Linked DNA regions of Sus scrofa: region 2 is linked to region 1. Evidence: chromatin contacts called from public HiChIP or PLAC-seq data. All regions are on one chromosome and are shown on one strand. The core of a region is the stretch at or near the end of the contact, and the rest is flanking DNA. Distances in the headings are between cores, read along the strand shown. Region 1 holds the start of SEZ6L2 (seizure 6-like protein 2). Region 2 overlaps QPRT (nicotinate-nucleotide pyrophosphorylase [carboxylating]).

What was found. HiChIP or PLAC-seq counts read pairs in DNA pulled down with a chosen protein or histone mark.
Region 2: a contact with region 1 is called in an H3K27ac HiChIP or PLAC-seq map of alveolar macrophages. The contact joins the enhancer-like site here to the promoter of SEZ6L2 in region 1. A contact is called at or near these places in 2 of 5 promoter capture datasets (fetal liver and liver), 10 of 47 Hi-C or Micro-C datasets (embryonic fibroblasts, fibroblasts, heart right ventricle and 5 more) and 1 of 2 datasets of contacts at active chromatin or transcription factors (alveolar macrophages).

The regions. Positions count from the first base shown.
Region 1 is chr3:18,117,673-18,124,980 of Sscrofa11.1, reverse strand. It overlaps SEZ6L2 (seizure 6-like protein 2), which reads left to right and starts at 5,459. Exons shown (of 19, transcript XM_003354543.4): 1 at 5,459-6,035; 2 at 6,981-7,112. The coding sequence starts at 5,957. It overlaps ASPHD1 (aspartate beta-hydroxylase domain-containing protein 1), which reads right to left and starts at 4,066. Exons shown (of 4, transcript XM_005655098.3): 1 at 3,352-4,066; 2 at 2,990-3,349; 3 at 1,268-1,381; 4 at 462-736. The coding sequence starts at 3,868. The coding sequence ends at 627. It overlaps KCTD13 (BTB/POZ domain-containing adapter for CUL3-mediated RhoA degradation protein 1), which reads left to right. Exons shown (of 6, transcript XM_021086431.1): 6 at 1-353.
Region 2 is chr3:17,989,551-17,996,959 of Sscrofa11.1, reverse strand. All of the region lies in intron 1 of QPRT (nicotinate-nucleotide pyrophosphorylase [carboxylating]), which reads right to left. Among named protein-coding and RNA genes, the nearest start is that of QPRT, 6.0 kb to the right of the region's middle. Within about 2 kb of position 1,814, at least 7 of the 83 cell types and tissues checked have an H3K27ac peak or open chromatin away from gene starts, as enhancers often do. A contact at or near this core is called in alveolar macrophages, where this site is marked.

The DNA of each region.
Region 1 (7,308 bases), core at 4,210-6,709:
ACCAGAGGGTGCATTCCAGCCCTTCCCCTCAAAGGCCTTCAGAAGGCCTGCATTCAGCCCCTCATCCTCGTCCTGCTCTCTTCCCTCCCCAGCTGGTTTAAAAGGATTTAGAACTCCCCGTCTCTTTTTTTAGTACCTCGTACATGCCAAAGTGTCAAGCCAGCCCCACTGCGTTTGGAGCCGCCTCCTCACCGCCGTGCAGGGTAGCGCACCTCCCTCCTCCCTCCCCACCATCCTCCCACCTCCTTAACTTTGTACGAGGCTGGCCTGGGCCTGCACCTGCTCAGCATCTTCTCGATCTGTTTCGTATTATTTATTTTAATTTTCTATTAAATTATTGGAATAAAGTTGAACTGAGCGTCTGGTGCTGGCTCCCAAGGAGAGGGCCAGGGAGACGGCTTGTCAGGGAGGTATCTGGTATCTCTCCTTGGGCTAGTAGCCGGGAATGAAGTAGTCAGGAGTGAGGAGAAGGTTTAAAATCTGTATTTCAGCGTTCACTGGCCAGTTCCCACCCTCAGCCCCCCACCCCCACCCCGTGCAATGGAGAGGTGGTCCTGGCTCCCACTCAAGCCGTCCCCGAGTGCAGCCTCTCGCCAGTCTAGGTGTCTGAAGGGGAACACCTTCCCTCAGGGGTCTGGTGCGAAGACAAAGTCAAGGGCCTGGCGTTCCGCCCCAGCCACATTGGGATGCCAGAGGTCCACGATGAAGACCACTCGAGGCCCATCTTCCGGAGAGCCTAGGGAACATGGGATGGAGACAGCTGAGCAGCTGACCTTAACTCCCTGTATGCTCCCCAAATACGAAAGCAAATCCTTTGTACGTAAGTGTCCGAAACTGTTCTAATCCCTTCTGAGTATTAACTCTTAATCATCCACACAAACTATGAGCTCGTACCCTAAATTATTCCCATTTTATACATAGTAATGGAGGCACACAGAGGCTAAATGACTCGCCCAAGGTCACACTGCTAAAAGCGCCCGAGGTAGGACAGGACCCCAGGTGGCCTAGGGCCCAGGTCTTGTGCTGTGGACCACTTTGCTATCCATGTGCATTCACTCAGTTCACCCTTGCAGTCGCCTGATGAAGAAGGTGGTGGGCCCGTTTCACAGGTGACTGGAGAAATGATGTGACTTGCACAAGGTCCTGCGACCGGAAAATGATGGTGTAGGACAGGAGGACAGTTGGGCCTGAGTCCTCCACAGCCTCTAGTCTGTTCCCTTTCACACTCTCGTCCCTCATCCTCCCAGCGGCCTGGGAGCCCCCTTACCATTATGAGCCACCGTGTGCAGGAAGGAGTCGTCCACCAGCAGGCAGTGTCCCTCAGCCCAGCACTGGGGCTCACCCCCAACCACCAGCTCACAGCCAGGGGGAATCTTCAGGCCTGTAGAAAGAGATCAGGGCCTCCAGCCCTCCTGCCTCCATCGAAGGAGCCCACCCCATTCAGTGAAACAGCAGACCGGAGGGTCTTACAGGCCAGGCTCTCTGGAAGGTGACCCACATACTGGATACAGTACTGGATGAAAGAAATGCTAGGTGATAGGGGGAAAGGCAGTGCAAAACACAGTCTGTCGTTTCAGAGAAAAGGGAAGCCTTCCTGAAGGAAGGAGCATCTCCCCTTGGGCTTCTCCTGGGCCCTCTCTCCTCAGAAGGCATAAAATGGATGGCTCCATCCTGCCAAGGGCCACACAGGTAAGTGCTGTGGGGAAACCGAGGAGCCAGCTCAAATAGTGGGAAATAGGACGACATCCCAGAGGGGGTGTGGCACCGGACAGTGTGAGTCGTGACGGCTAAGTAGGGGTTTCCCAAGAGGTGGTAAGGGGGAGAGACAGTCTAGGCTAAGAGCCTGTGTGTGGCATCTGCCAGGATCAGCCAAAAGGCCTTCATGATTTAGAGCGTGCCGGGAGGCATGGGAAAGAAGGGACCGGGTGAGAAATGAGAGAAAAGATCTGGGCTTGATCACATTCAACCAGCAGCACAGGAGATGATTTTAGGCAAAACAAGGTCATGACATTGAATGACAGAAAACAAGTTTTTTTTTCCCCCTCCCTATTTTCTTTCAATCTTTAAAATATAGAAAAGAAAATCTCAGTTTAGTGCCTCCCATAGCTTTAACATTGCTCTTTTTTTGGGAGTTCCCTTTGTGGCTCAGTGGTTAACGAACCTGGCTAGGATCCATGAGGATGAGGGTTCGCTCCCTGGCCCCGTTCAGTGGGTTAAGGATCCGGTGTTGCCGTGAGCTGTGGTGTAGGTCACAGACATGGCTCGGATCTCGCATTGCTGTGGCTATGGCGTAGGCTGGCAGCTGTAGCTCTGATTCGGCCCCTAGCCTGGGAGCCTCCGTATGCCACCAGTGAGACCCTAAAAACAAAGAACAAAAAAAATTGCTCTTTTTTAAAGGAGGAGAGTGGAGGCTTTAGTCTCAGACTGGAGTATTTTTGCTAGAATTTTTAAGCTTGCTTTTTAAAATTTAAATTTGTTTTTATGAATAATTTCTTTTTAAGGTAATTAGTCCTGATTATCGTTATTCTATAAAGATTCCTTTAAGAAGTAACAATTCATATCGCTCCTACATTTACAGTGTGCAGGGTATTTTGTTGTTATTTTGGCCGTGCCTTTGGCATACGGAAGTTCCCAGATCAGGGATCTAACCTGAGCCACGAGAGTGACATCGCTAAGTCCTTAACTGGTAGGCCACCAGGGAACTCCTAAAGATTCCTTTTAAAATAAGTAAAACAAAATGGGAGGGGCGAGGAGAGAAAACGAAGAAACAGAGGACAGGTGGTAAATGACTCTGGGAAAGCGTATGAAGATGGTTTGCAGAGCACTGAGGCTCAGGAAATGCTACTGTAGACAACAGGGAGTCATGGAAGATTTCTGAGAGGAAAGGCATGATCAGAAACAGGGTAAAAGATCAGGTGGCAGAGAAAAGGAGAGTCTGGAGGGGGAATTGTGGCAGCAAGAAGGTTGTCTGTAAGCAGCATCTACTTACCCAGATGGCATCTGACCCGGGCATTGGTGGGCCCACAGCGGCCCTCAAGCCGGGCCCCAGGCAGGAGGACAGAAAAGCCAGCATTGCCGAAGGTGTTGGCACTCATAAAGCTTCGCAGCCCCCTCAGTGCCCGATAGGCCCCAGGGCACCGGCGGCAGTTGCTGGGTTGGCACCGGCCTGCTTGGTACAGCAGGAGCTGGTAGCACCCAGGGGCCAGTGGTGGGGACCAGCCCCGAGGCAGAGGGGTAGTCCCTGAGAAGTCCCAGCTCACAGCCCCAAAGTCCCGCAAAATGGCAGGGAAGCTGCTCTCCAGGAGCTCCACGTCATGCCGCTGGGCATCCCGTGGCACAAAGGGGCTGAGGGCAGGTCTGGCAGGAAAAGCAGGCCTGGGCGCTGAATGCCCAGGACCCCTGGCCCTCCCCCAGGGCCTGGGCCCCCCTGAGCCGCCCGCCTCACCCTACCCATCCCAGCCCAAGAGTAGCGCCTGGCGTAGGCCCGAAGGCGACGGCTCACTAGGCCTTCTGTCCTGTGTCCTTCCCCAGACTCCCCAGAGCTCCCTGGGCTTGGCCTGCCACCTTCAGAGCACCCCCCAGGCCCACCACTGCCAGCCCTAGCCTGACTCCCAGCCTCCAGGGCCTGCAAGTCTTGGGAGCCCAGGCGGTAGCAGTACCAGAGAAACAGGGAAGTGAGGGCGCCAAGGAGCAGGGTGAGGGCAGAGGAGGCCAGAGGCAGTGGCCATGTGGGCATGAGGGGCAGAGAGGCCCTGGCCAAGAGACCTGGGGCATCTTCCAGACCCCAGTTCCCCTGTCCCCCCAGTTCTCCACCGGTTCCCTCCACGGCTGCTCCCTGGTGACCCGCTAGGCTGTTTCCCTTCCACATTCCCACCTGCTTCTCTCTCCTTCTGAGGGCCTCTCTCCACCTTGTAGCTCCCTCTTTCTCCCTTCCTTCATGTACCCCTTAACCCTCCTTCCCTTTCTCTCTGTCCTCGCCCCTCCTATCTCTTCCTTCTCCTTCCAACTCTTTCCTCTTTCTCTTTTGCCCCTTTTCTCCTCTACTTTCTCCTCCCAGTAGTTTCCTCTCTCTCCCTCAGTCTCCTTTCTCCACTGTCTCCCCCTCTCTTCTCTCCTCCCTCTACCCCCCCCACCTATCTCTTCGCTTTATCCTTCCCTCCCCCTCCCCCTTGCCTTCTAGCTCCCCTAGACTGCAGTTCCTACCCCACCTGGACCCGCAGCCCCGGGAACCCGCAACCAGCCGTCGGGAACCCGCAACCAGCCGTCCTCCGCAGCGACTTCTCTCTCTCCTTCCAACCCCCTCTCCTTCTTGCCCTTGCTTCTCACTCGACCCGACCCGCGGGTTCTCTCTCTCTCTCCCTCTCCCTCTCCCTCGCTCGCTCTCTCTCCTACTCGCTCCTTCCTTGGCTCCCACTCACCCTGACGTCACCCCTCCCCACAGTCCTCTCAGCTTAGCTACCCCCGCCCTCGCCCAGTGGCCGCGGCAACTCAGCCGGGTTGAAGGCGGGGGGTGGGGTGGTCTCCGGATTTGCCTCCCCCGGCCCGGACCGGGTGCCACGTGGGGTTCAGGGGGCACAACGCCAACCTCCAGCGCCCCGCAATGCGAAAAAGGGGCGGGGCTGGTGGAGGGGCGGGGCAATCTAAGGGGCGGGGCAAGCGCGCCGACCGATGGACGAGGCTGGCGGTCTCAGACTGCAGACGGGGGACACTGCGGCCTGTCCGTGGGTCAGCCGATCCCTCGACCAGTCGGCCTGTGATTCCACCTCCCCCTTCGCCTTCACAAAGCCAGCCCCGGGAGGGAGCCTGATAGATAATGAAGGCGGCTTCAGCCAATCGCCTACTGCGCCGGGCTCCAGGCGCGCTCAGGCGGGCCGAGAAGAGCTGTCCGCTCTTGTGGTGCTGAAAAGGGTGCTCCAGAGGCCCTGAGATGAGACCAGGAGGAAAAAAAAAAAAAAAAAATCAAAGTTGAAGCCACCAGGCGGCTGGCTGGGGTCGTGTTGTACGTTAGAAGAGGGGTCTTCCCTCCCCAGATCCCAGCCTGTCACCCCTTAGGTTTCTCACAAACGTAGGAACTTGCCATTCTTCTGGAGGAGGGGAAAACCCATTCCACATGAGCTTCTGTGAAAGCCACGTCCCATGGAGTGGGCCGGGGGCATACTGGGGGGCTGAGCAGGCGCGAACCCAGCTATGCTGTCCCTCGGTACCCTGTGAAGAGAAGACTCAGATTCCAAATGTGCTGGAATGGCTGGGGGAGGGGTATAATTACTGCTGGAACCAGAGTTTCCTTTCCCTCCCCTAGGGGCCGCGGGAGTGAGGATTACGACCCTGGCTCTAGTGGTCCCTCCTTCTTCCATCTGCACTTCCTCCCCCTCCTCCTCCCCCACCGCCCCCAAATAAATCCCAGGCCCCTCCCTTCGCCCGTCCCCAGGATCTGACGTGGGCACGACACCTTTCTCAGCTTCTCCCTCCCGCAGCTCCAGTGCCCAAGCCTCGGCTTTCCAGGTTCTGCAACCCCCTCCCCTCCCCGCCAAGCCTCACTTGAGCACAGTAGGGACCCTTCCTATACTCGACCCCACCCTAGGTCCCCGGAAGCTGTTTTGCCTTTCCCCACTCCCCCAGCTTAGAATCCAGCCAGCCCAGCGGACCCAAGCGCTCGATCAAGAGGACCCAGGCGACCCGGCTCCTTCGCCCTTCCCGGCCCCACCCCCTGCAGCCAGAGCCGCGCCCCCTCTCCTACAGACCCGAGAGCTGAGGACAGAGGAGACTGGGCAAAGAGGGGAGGGCTCCAAGCCCAGCCAGCTCTGCCCCTTCGTTCCAAGGGGCAGAGAAATTGTCTTCCTTGCTAACTGCTGGGGGGGGGGGGGAAATTAATAGGAAAGATAAAAGGAGACCGACGAAAGGTGACAGTTGGATTATTTAGGAGAGGCACGGAAGAGAGAAATCGGTGTGAGTCGCCATGGGGACTCCCAGGGCCCAGCATCCACCGCCTCCCCAGCTGCTGTTCCTATTTCTGCTGAGCTGTCCCTGGATTCAGGGTAAGGACATTGATGCATGGGGGTGGGCCCCGAGAAGGCCCCCAGCACGGTCCCCTACCTTCCTTTCTCTGAACATCCTGTGCCTTTTGAGCTCCTGGGGGAGGGGAGGGGCACAGCCATCGCGGAAGGGGCCAGCCGAGGCTTTCCTCTTGTGCCTGGAGCTCCTAACCTCCTATATTGAGGAGGTGGGAAAATGACTGACAGGAGTTTTTAGCCGAGTCTCAGGCATTCAATTCAGAAAAAGGGGCTGGGAAAGTTGGGGGGGGGTGTCTGCGGAGGCAGCAGAAGCAGGCAGGGTAGCTGGGTGGGAGATAGAGGTGTGGGAAAGATGCCAGGCACTGCACATACAAATGTTCTTGGATGTGTGGACAAAGACAGATGAACAGAGGCAATGCTCAGAGGCCAGATATTCAGTCCCCCACTCTGACCCCCCAGCAAGACTCCAGGGAAGGGGACAGAGACTGCAGAGAAGGAAAGGGAGGGAGGACTGGAGGGTGAGAGGAAGGAAGAAAGAGAGAGAGAGAGAAACCACACTGCAGGGACAGAAACCCAAAGAGAAAGCTGGGCACTGCGGAAGCAAGGGTTGGGAGGTGCTGCTAGACCCTCTGCGGAGCCCCAGGGTTGCGGGGAGAGCACCAGTGAGAGGAGAATGCGGGCAGCACCCTGCCTCTTCTCCACCCTGCTGACGTTAGCCAAGGTTCCTCAGAGCTGAGGTGCTCACCGAAGGCCCACTCAGCCTGGGGGAGAAGGGAGAGAGGAAGGTGTAGGAGTGTGATGGGCAGCTGGGAGCCCCTCCTCCAGTCTTGGCTCTCAGCCCAGCCTGGGACCCTCTGAGCTCCTGCAGGCCCAGCTGACTGAGGAGGGAGGAAGAGCTCTGGAAAAGATCTTTCTGGAGAAGGAAGGAGTGTGGGGCAGTGAAAGAGCTCACACAACTTCATCTCCTAGGTCTGCCCCTGAAGGAAGAGGAGGCACTGCTGGAGCCTGGAAGCGAGACCCCCACAGTAGCCTCTGAGGCCTTGGCGGAGCTGCTCCACGGGGCCCTGCTGAGGAGGGGTCCAGAGATGGGCTACCTGCCCGGTAAGGCCCCCAGAGTGACAGCAGTAACGTAGAAGCAGAGGGAGAAATGTTATCTCCGGGAGATGGGGAGCCAGGCCAGTGAAATTCAGAGGGAGACAGAGAGAGATGGTTTGAGAGAATCAAAACTGGGTATAGACAGTCAGAGAACCAGAGAATTTGAGATAGCATGATCAAGAGACAGAGCCAGAGAGAAAAA
Region 2 (7,409 bases), core at 565-3,064, 120 kb after region 1:
ACACTGGATCCTTAACCCACTGAGCCAGGCTGGGGATCGAACCTGCATCCTCATGGATGTAGATACTAGTCAAATTTGTTTCCGCTGAGCCATGGCAGGAATTCCAATGTTTGCTTTTTAAAGTGAATTTGAGGAGTTCCTGTCATGGCTCAGTGGTAACGAACCCACTAGTGTCCTTGAGGACACGGGTTTGATCCCTGGCCTTGATCAGTGGGTTAAGGATCTGGTATTGCCAGGAGTTGTGGTGGAGGTCGCAGACCCGGCTCGGATCCCACGTTGCTGTGGCTGTGGTGTAGGCCAGTGGCTATAGCTCCAATTCAACCCCTAGCCTGGGAACTTCCATATGCAGCAGGTGTGGCCCTAAAAAGATGAAAACAAAACAAACAATAAAGTGAATTTGAATCACTTTTAAAAAAAGAAAGCTCACTTTCATTGTATTAGCAACTCTCTCGACTTCTATCCATTTTTAATTTATTCTTTGGACAAATCTTTGTTGAGCACCTGCTCTGTACCAGGTATGAATCATTGGGTGCAGGAGTGGGCAGTTCTTTCTCTTAGCTTGTAGGGCTTTGCTTTTGCTGTCCCAGGGTTGTGCTTCTGCCTGGAAGTCCCTTCCCTCACCCTCACCCCAGACTCCCCCTTCACCTCTCACTCCTCTTCAGGCCATCTTAGACCTCACTCCTAGGAGGGGGCTGTCACAGACCCCCTACATCAGGTCGCATGCTCCCCCAGCTCCTGTCCTACCCTCCATGTCATCCTCTGCTGGCGTTTCCTCTCTGGGGCCACGAGGTCCACTGAGTTTTCTTTTTGCTTTTTAGGGCCACACCCGAGGCATATGGAGGTTCCCAGGCCAGGGGTGCAATTGGAGCTGTAGCTGCCGGCCTACACCACAGCCACAGCAACTCAGGATCTGAGCCGCGTCTTTGACCTTCACCACGGCTCACTGCAATGCCGGATCCTTAACCCACTGAGCGAGGCCAGGGATCGAACCTGCGTCCTCATGCTTCCTAGTTGGATTTGTTTCTGCTGCACCACAAGGGGAACTCCTCCACTGAGTTTTCTGCTGCAACCCAAGTGCCGAGCATTCTGACCCAGACACATGTGCTGCTTGCACAGGTCAATGTCAAATATTGGCAATTTCATATTGTTTAGTTTACTTTTTTTTTAATGGCCGAACCTGCAGCATATAGAAGTTCCCGGGCCAGTGACCAAATCTGAGCCACAGCCAGATCCTTTAACCCACTGCACCAGGTAAAGGACCAAACCCTCACCTCTGCAGCAACCCGAGCTGCTGCAGTTGCATTCTTTTTTTTTCTGGGCCGCACCCAAGGCATATAGAGGTTTCCAGGCTAGGGGTCCCATTGGAGCTAGAGCTGCCAGCCTACACCACAGCCACGCCAGATCCGAGCCACATCTGCGACCTACACCACAGCTCCCAGCAACTCCAGACCCTTAGCCCACTGACCAAGGCCAGAGATTAAACCCGCAACCTCATGGATACTTGTTGGGTTCGTTAACCGCTGCACCGCGACAGGAACTCCTGCAACTGGAGTCTTAACCCACTGTGTCACAGCGGGAACGCCCATATTTTTCAGTTTAATGCAAAATGTTTGATGGTACCTATCTAAGCAGAGAGGCCATACAGTGAAAGGGGCCACTCGAGCTGGGTCCCAGCACTGCCTCTTGTCACCTTTAGCTGAGTGATCTTGGGCAAGGGACGCAACCTTGCGGGGGCCCTTCGGTGTCCCAGCTTCACACTGGTCCTAGCCTCAGAGGCTCGTGGTGAAAATTAAGGAAGTGAATATCTGCAAAGCCCTCGAGAGCACCAGCGGGCACATAGGAGGCGTGTTTATCGACAGGGTGCCCAAAGCGTTTCCCAAGAGTCGTGGGAGAAAGAGGAAGAAATGACTAAACGTCCCTGAGAAACGGGGTAGGTTTAGTGGCCTTGAAGGATGAGTAATGTTTGCCAGCAGAGGTGGGGAGGTGAGGAGGAGGAGGAGGAAGGACAAGACATTTCGGACTGAAAGAGTGAGTGTTCAAGGTTCAAAAGCAAGAAAACAGAGAGGCGATGGGTTGGGGGGGCGGGGGGCGCTGAGGAGGATTCAGGGGAGAAATGTCACGAGGGGAGGCCAGGGTAGGAAAAAAAAAAAAAGACTAAACTAATAAGCTAAGGCATCTGGACAGAATTTTTTTTTTTTTTTTTTTTTTTTTTTTGTCTTTCTGCCTTTTCTAGGGCCGATCCCCCAGCACATGGAGGTTCCCAGGCTAGGGGTCAAATTGGAGCTGTAGCCACTGGCCTACACCAGAGCCACAGCAACATGGGATCCGAGCCACATCTGTGACCCACACCACAGCTCACGGCAACGCCAGATCCTTAACCCACTGAGCGAGACCAGGAATCGAACCCGCAACCTGATGGTTCCTAGTCGGATTTGTTAACCACTGCGCCACGACGGGAACTCCTGGACAGAGTTTTAAGCAAGGGAATGGTGCGGTGGTGATTTTGTTCTAGAAAGGTCACTTCGACCACCAACTGGAGAGGGGTTGGGAGGCAGATGGAGGCTGGGGCAACGGGCCCAGATGAAGGGTGATGAAGCCCTGCATTGGGCGGTAATGAGAGGAAGAGAGAGCAGGGGCAAACGGGAGCATTCTTTCTGAGGTAGAATATACCAGACTTGGCAGCTAAGAAGAGGTAGAGCCAGGGGTTTGTCCTTTTAGGGCTGCACCCATGGCATGTGGAAATTCCCAGGCTAGGGGCTGAATCAGAGCTACAGCTGCCAGCCTACAGCTACAGTTTTGACCTCCACCACAGCTCACAGCAACGCCGGATCCTTAGCCCACTGAGGGAAGTCAGGGATCGAACCCACATCCTCATGGATCCTAGTCTGATTGGTTTCCACTGTGCTACAATGGGAATTCCCTCCGGTAACAGCTGTAATTTGTAGCAGAGCTGAGAGCTTCTGAAGCGCAGGAAGAGACTAAGAGCTACCATACAAGGTTAAGGATTCGGTGTTGCCGTGACCTGCGGTGTAGGTCGCACATGCGGCTTGGATCCTGTGTTGCTGTGGCTGTGGCGTAGGCTGGCGGCTACAGCTCCGATTGGACCCTTTGCCTGGGAACCTCCATATGCCGCAGGTGCGGTGCTAAAAAGACAAAAAAAAAAAAAAAAAAAGCTGCCATACCTTGGTGCCTACAGATGCAGAGTACTTACTATCCACTGTCACAAATCCTACCTGCTCTTCTTCAGGGTAGAGACCAAGGCTTCATGGCAGAAAACCAAGGCTCAGAAATGGCAAAGGGGAGGAGTTCCCTGGTGGCCTAGTGGTTGGGAATCTGGCATTGTCGCTGCTGTGGTTCAGGTTACTGCTGTGGCGCAGGTTGGATCACTGGCCCCAGAACTTCCGCAGGCCAAAAAAAGAAAGAAAGAAACAGAGAAACACAAAGGGAAATTACCTAAAAAGCAGAGCTAGAAAATGATCAGCATGGGCCCTGGTCTTTCCGGTCCCCAGAGGGGTAGTTTTAGAACCACACCGCCTCCACCAGCAGGCGTTAGCTCTCTTGCATCCTTTTCAAGTCTTCGGTCCTGATCCCCCATTGGAGAGGCAGAAACGTTCACCAAAAAGAAATAAAGCTCCATGTTCCATTTGTGAAAAATAAATAAATACATCTGGTTTGCTTTAGGCACCGACTCGCATGCATTTCCAATAAAAGGCAAGCCTGGGGGAAGTTTCAAAAATAAGGGCTCTTGGAGTTCCCCTAGTGGCTCAGCGGTTAGCGAACCCAACTAGCATCCATGAGGACGAGGGTTCGATCCCTGGCCTCGCTCAGTGGGTTAAGGATCTGGCGTTGCCTTGAGCTGTGGTGTAGATCGAGGATGCGGCTTGGATCCCGAGTGGCTGTGGCTGTGGTGTAGGCTGGTGGCTGCAGTTCTGATGTGACCCCCCCCTAGCCTGGGAACTTCCATATGCTGTGGAAAAAGACAAAAGACAGAAAAAAAAAAACAAAAAAAGAAAGAAAAGAAGGGCTCTCCTGATTAGCCACTGATGCTGAAAGGAACTGAGGGTGGGGGTGGTGCAGGGCTGTTTTTGCAGCTGCCCAAGGAGAAGCTTCTGCACAGAGGAAACAACTGTAACAGCTGGTCCCCTTTTTATCTTTGCCGTTGTCATATGTAAAAACGCTCTCCAAAGGCCTAGACTTCGGAGATTACAGTGTTCTCTTGTGGGGTGTAACTATGATCTCTCAAGGCCATACTTTCTTAATTGGTTTTTCTAGAATTTTATTAACATTGGCCTCTCTGGTTTTGAAGGGATCCAAAGCATCTAGGGGAACTGCCTGCATGTCTCTCTTTACAAAGGAGGTAAAACGATACAGATAGGAGTTCCCTGGTGACTCCAGGGGCTGAGGATCTGGTGTTGCCACTGCTGTGGCACAGCTTCGATCCCTGGCGCTGTACGTCATGGGTGCAGCCGAACAACAAAAGGTACAGATAAACTGAAGATGCTGGGAGTTCCCGTCATGGCTCAGGGGTTAACAAACCCGACTAGGATATGTAAGGATGGGGGTTTGATCCCTAGCCTCGATCAGGGGGCTAAGGATCCGGTGTTGGCATGAGCTGCAGCGTAGGTGGCAGACACGGCTCGGATCTGGTGTTGCTGTGGCTGTGGTGTAGGCCGGCAGCAACAGCTCTGATTTGAGCCTTAGCCTGGGAACCCCCATGTGCCTCAGGTGCAGCCCTGAAGAACATCAACAAGAAAACCCACGGATTCTGGCATAATCTTTGAAGATGCCTCCCATACCTCAACTGGCACTCTAGCAATCTGGATTGCTGACTGATTTTGCCTGTGTCTCTATGTTGCCCTAACTAAACAGTGGCTCCACATGTGAAGGGACGGGGCCAGAAGCAGAGCTTTCATCCCTGTATCTTTTTTTTTTTGTCTTTTTTAGGGCCTCTCCTGCGGCATATGGAGGTTCCCAGGCTAGGGGTCAAATTGGAGATGTAGCTGCTGGCCTACACCAGAGCCACAGCAACTCGGGATCCAAGCCACGTCTGCAACCTACACCACAGCTCATGGCAACGCTGGATCCTTAACCCACTGAACAAGGTCAGGGATCGAACCCGCAACCTCATGGTTCCTAGTCAGATTCATTAACCACTGGGCCATGATGGGAACTCCCCCTGTATCTTTCTTTCCCTGTATCTTTCCTTCAGTCATTTAATAAATCCTTGTTGATGCCTTTGATGGATGGGCACAAAGGCAGCTTCTGCAAATGCACCCAAAACAAGTATCACGAGTTTTTGTTCTTAATTTGGTGTGTAACCATGTGTAACCTGTGCTTGCAGCAACAGTGACATGTATATGAGGCTGACACAGTGTTCCAGCTAATAGCAAGTAATGATGGTTTTCCCCAATTTACAGGAAAAAAAAATTAACTTCAATAGATAGACATAGTTTTCAAGGTTTTGCTTTGATAAGTTTACCTCTTTTTTTTTTTTTTCCTTTTCTTTTTTGGCTGTACCTGCAGTGTATGGAAGGTCCCTGGGGCCAGCAATCAAAATCTGAGCTGCAGCTGCTCCGCCACAGCTGCAGCAACACTGATCCCTAACCCGCTGCGCCACAGCAGGAACTCCCTGTAAGTTTTTGCTAAAACGGTGCTGCCTGCTACCATTTGTCTATAATAGAATCTGGAGAGACATCCTGTGTAATAAACAGCTAATACTTTGATGGTCCTTCCCAGGCACTGTTCCAAGCATTTTATATATATTAACACATTTAATCCTCACAACAACCCTCACGAAGTGGGGACTCTTATTATCCCCATTTTACAGATAAGGAAACTGAGGCACTGAAAAGGCAGGTAACTCGCCCAAAGTTCGCACAGATGGGAAACATGGAGTCAGGACCATCACCCCCCAGGCAGGCTGGCTCCAGAGTCCCCTCACTTAGCCCACATCACTACACTGAGCATTAAATTATATTTTAAATGTATATGTTTATTAATCAATATTCACAAAGTTCTACAAGCCACACCCAGGGTTCCAGCGTTCTGCCCCTGGACTGGTTCAAATCTCAGTTTCAGCGCCCATATGCTGGGCAACCCTTAGGCAATTCCCTAACCTCTCTGAAAGTTAGTTTCACGAGGAAATCACAGGGCTGCGGATGAGGAGAGAATGGGGTGAGTCATGTAAAGCCGCAGCCAATGACCCGCCAGGTGCCTTTAAACCCAGGGATCTGACTCTGGCAGCTTTGTTCTCCCATTTATTCATTTCTTGATCTGTTTGGCAAACACCAGATGGAGACAGAGGCTGGTGAGCACTGAAGCTTCCAGCTGAATATTCTTTTCTTTTCCCCTTCTCTCCCTTGAGAGGAGAAATGACCTCCGAATAGAGCCCAAGGAGATTGCCCATCACACAAGGGGTAAATGATCTCTAGGGTTTCAGAGCGAGGAGAGTTGACCTGTCATTAAGATACGAGCAATAAGAGAAGGCTCAGAAAGGCTGGCTCTGAGGAGTTCCCGTCGTGGTTCCGTGGTTAATGAATCTGACTAGGAACCATGAGGTTGCAGGTTCGATCCCTGACCTTGCTCAGGGGGTTAAGGATCCGGCGTTGCTGTGACCTGTCGCAGACGCAGCTCGGATCCCGTGTTGCTGTGGCTCTGGCGTAGGCTGGCAGCTGTGACTCCAATGAGACCTTTAGCCTGGGAACCTCCATATGCCTTGGGTGCAGCCCTAAAAAGGACAAAAAAAAAAAAAGAGAGAGAGACCACTTAAGGAGCAGGTCTTGAAAGACAGAAAGACAGAAAACAATGAGGGTCTCCTTCAATCAGCTATGGAAAACTCGTAAAAAAAATTTTGGCCTTGCCCCCGGCATGCAGAAGTTCCCAGGCCAGGGATCAACCCACACCACAGAATGACAACACTGGATCTTTAACCTGTTGAGCCACCAGAGGATGCCAGTAAAGCCATAAAACTTTTTTTTTTTTTTTTTTTTTTTTTGCACCCGAGGCATATGGAGGTTCCCAGGCTAGGAGCTGAATCGGAGCTACAGCTGCCCGCCTACACCACAGCCACAGCAACACAGGATCCCAAACCATGTCAGTGACCTACACCACAACTCACGGCAACGCCAGATTCTTAACCCATTGAGCAGGGCCAGGGATCGAACCTGCGTCCTCATGGTTACTAGTCGGATTTGTTTCCGCTGTGCCACAACAGGAACTCCAAGCCATAAAACTTTGGATCAGAAGTCACACAAACAAAATGCACCTTTTTTTTTTTTTTTCTTGGCTTTTTTAGGGCCGCACCACAGCATATGGAAGTTCTCAGGCTAGGGGTTGAATTGGAGCTGCAGCTGCTGGCCTAGGCCAAAGCCACAGCAAAGCCAGAGTCTGCGACCTACACTGCAGCTCAC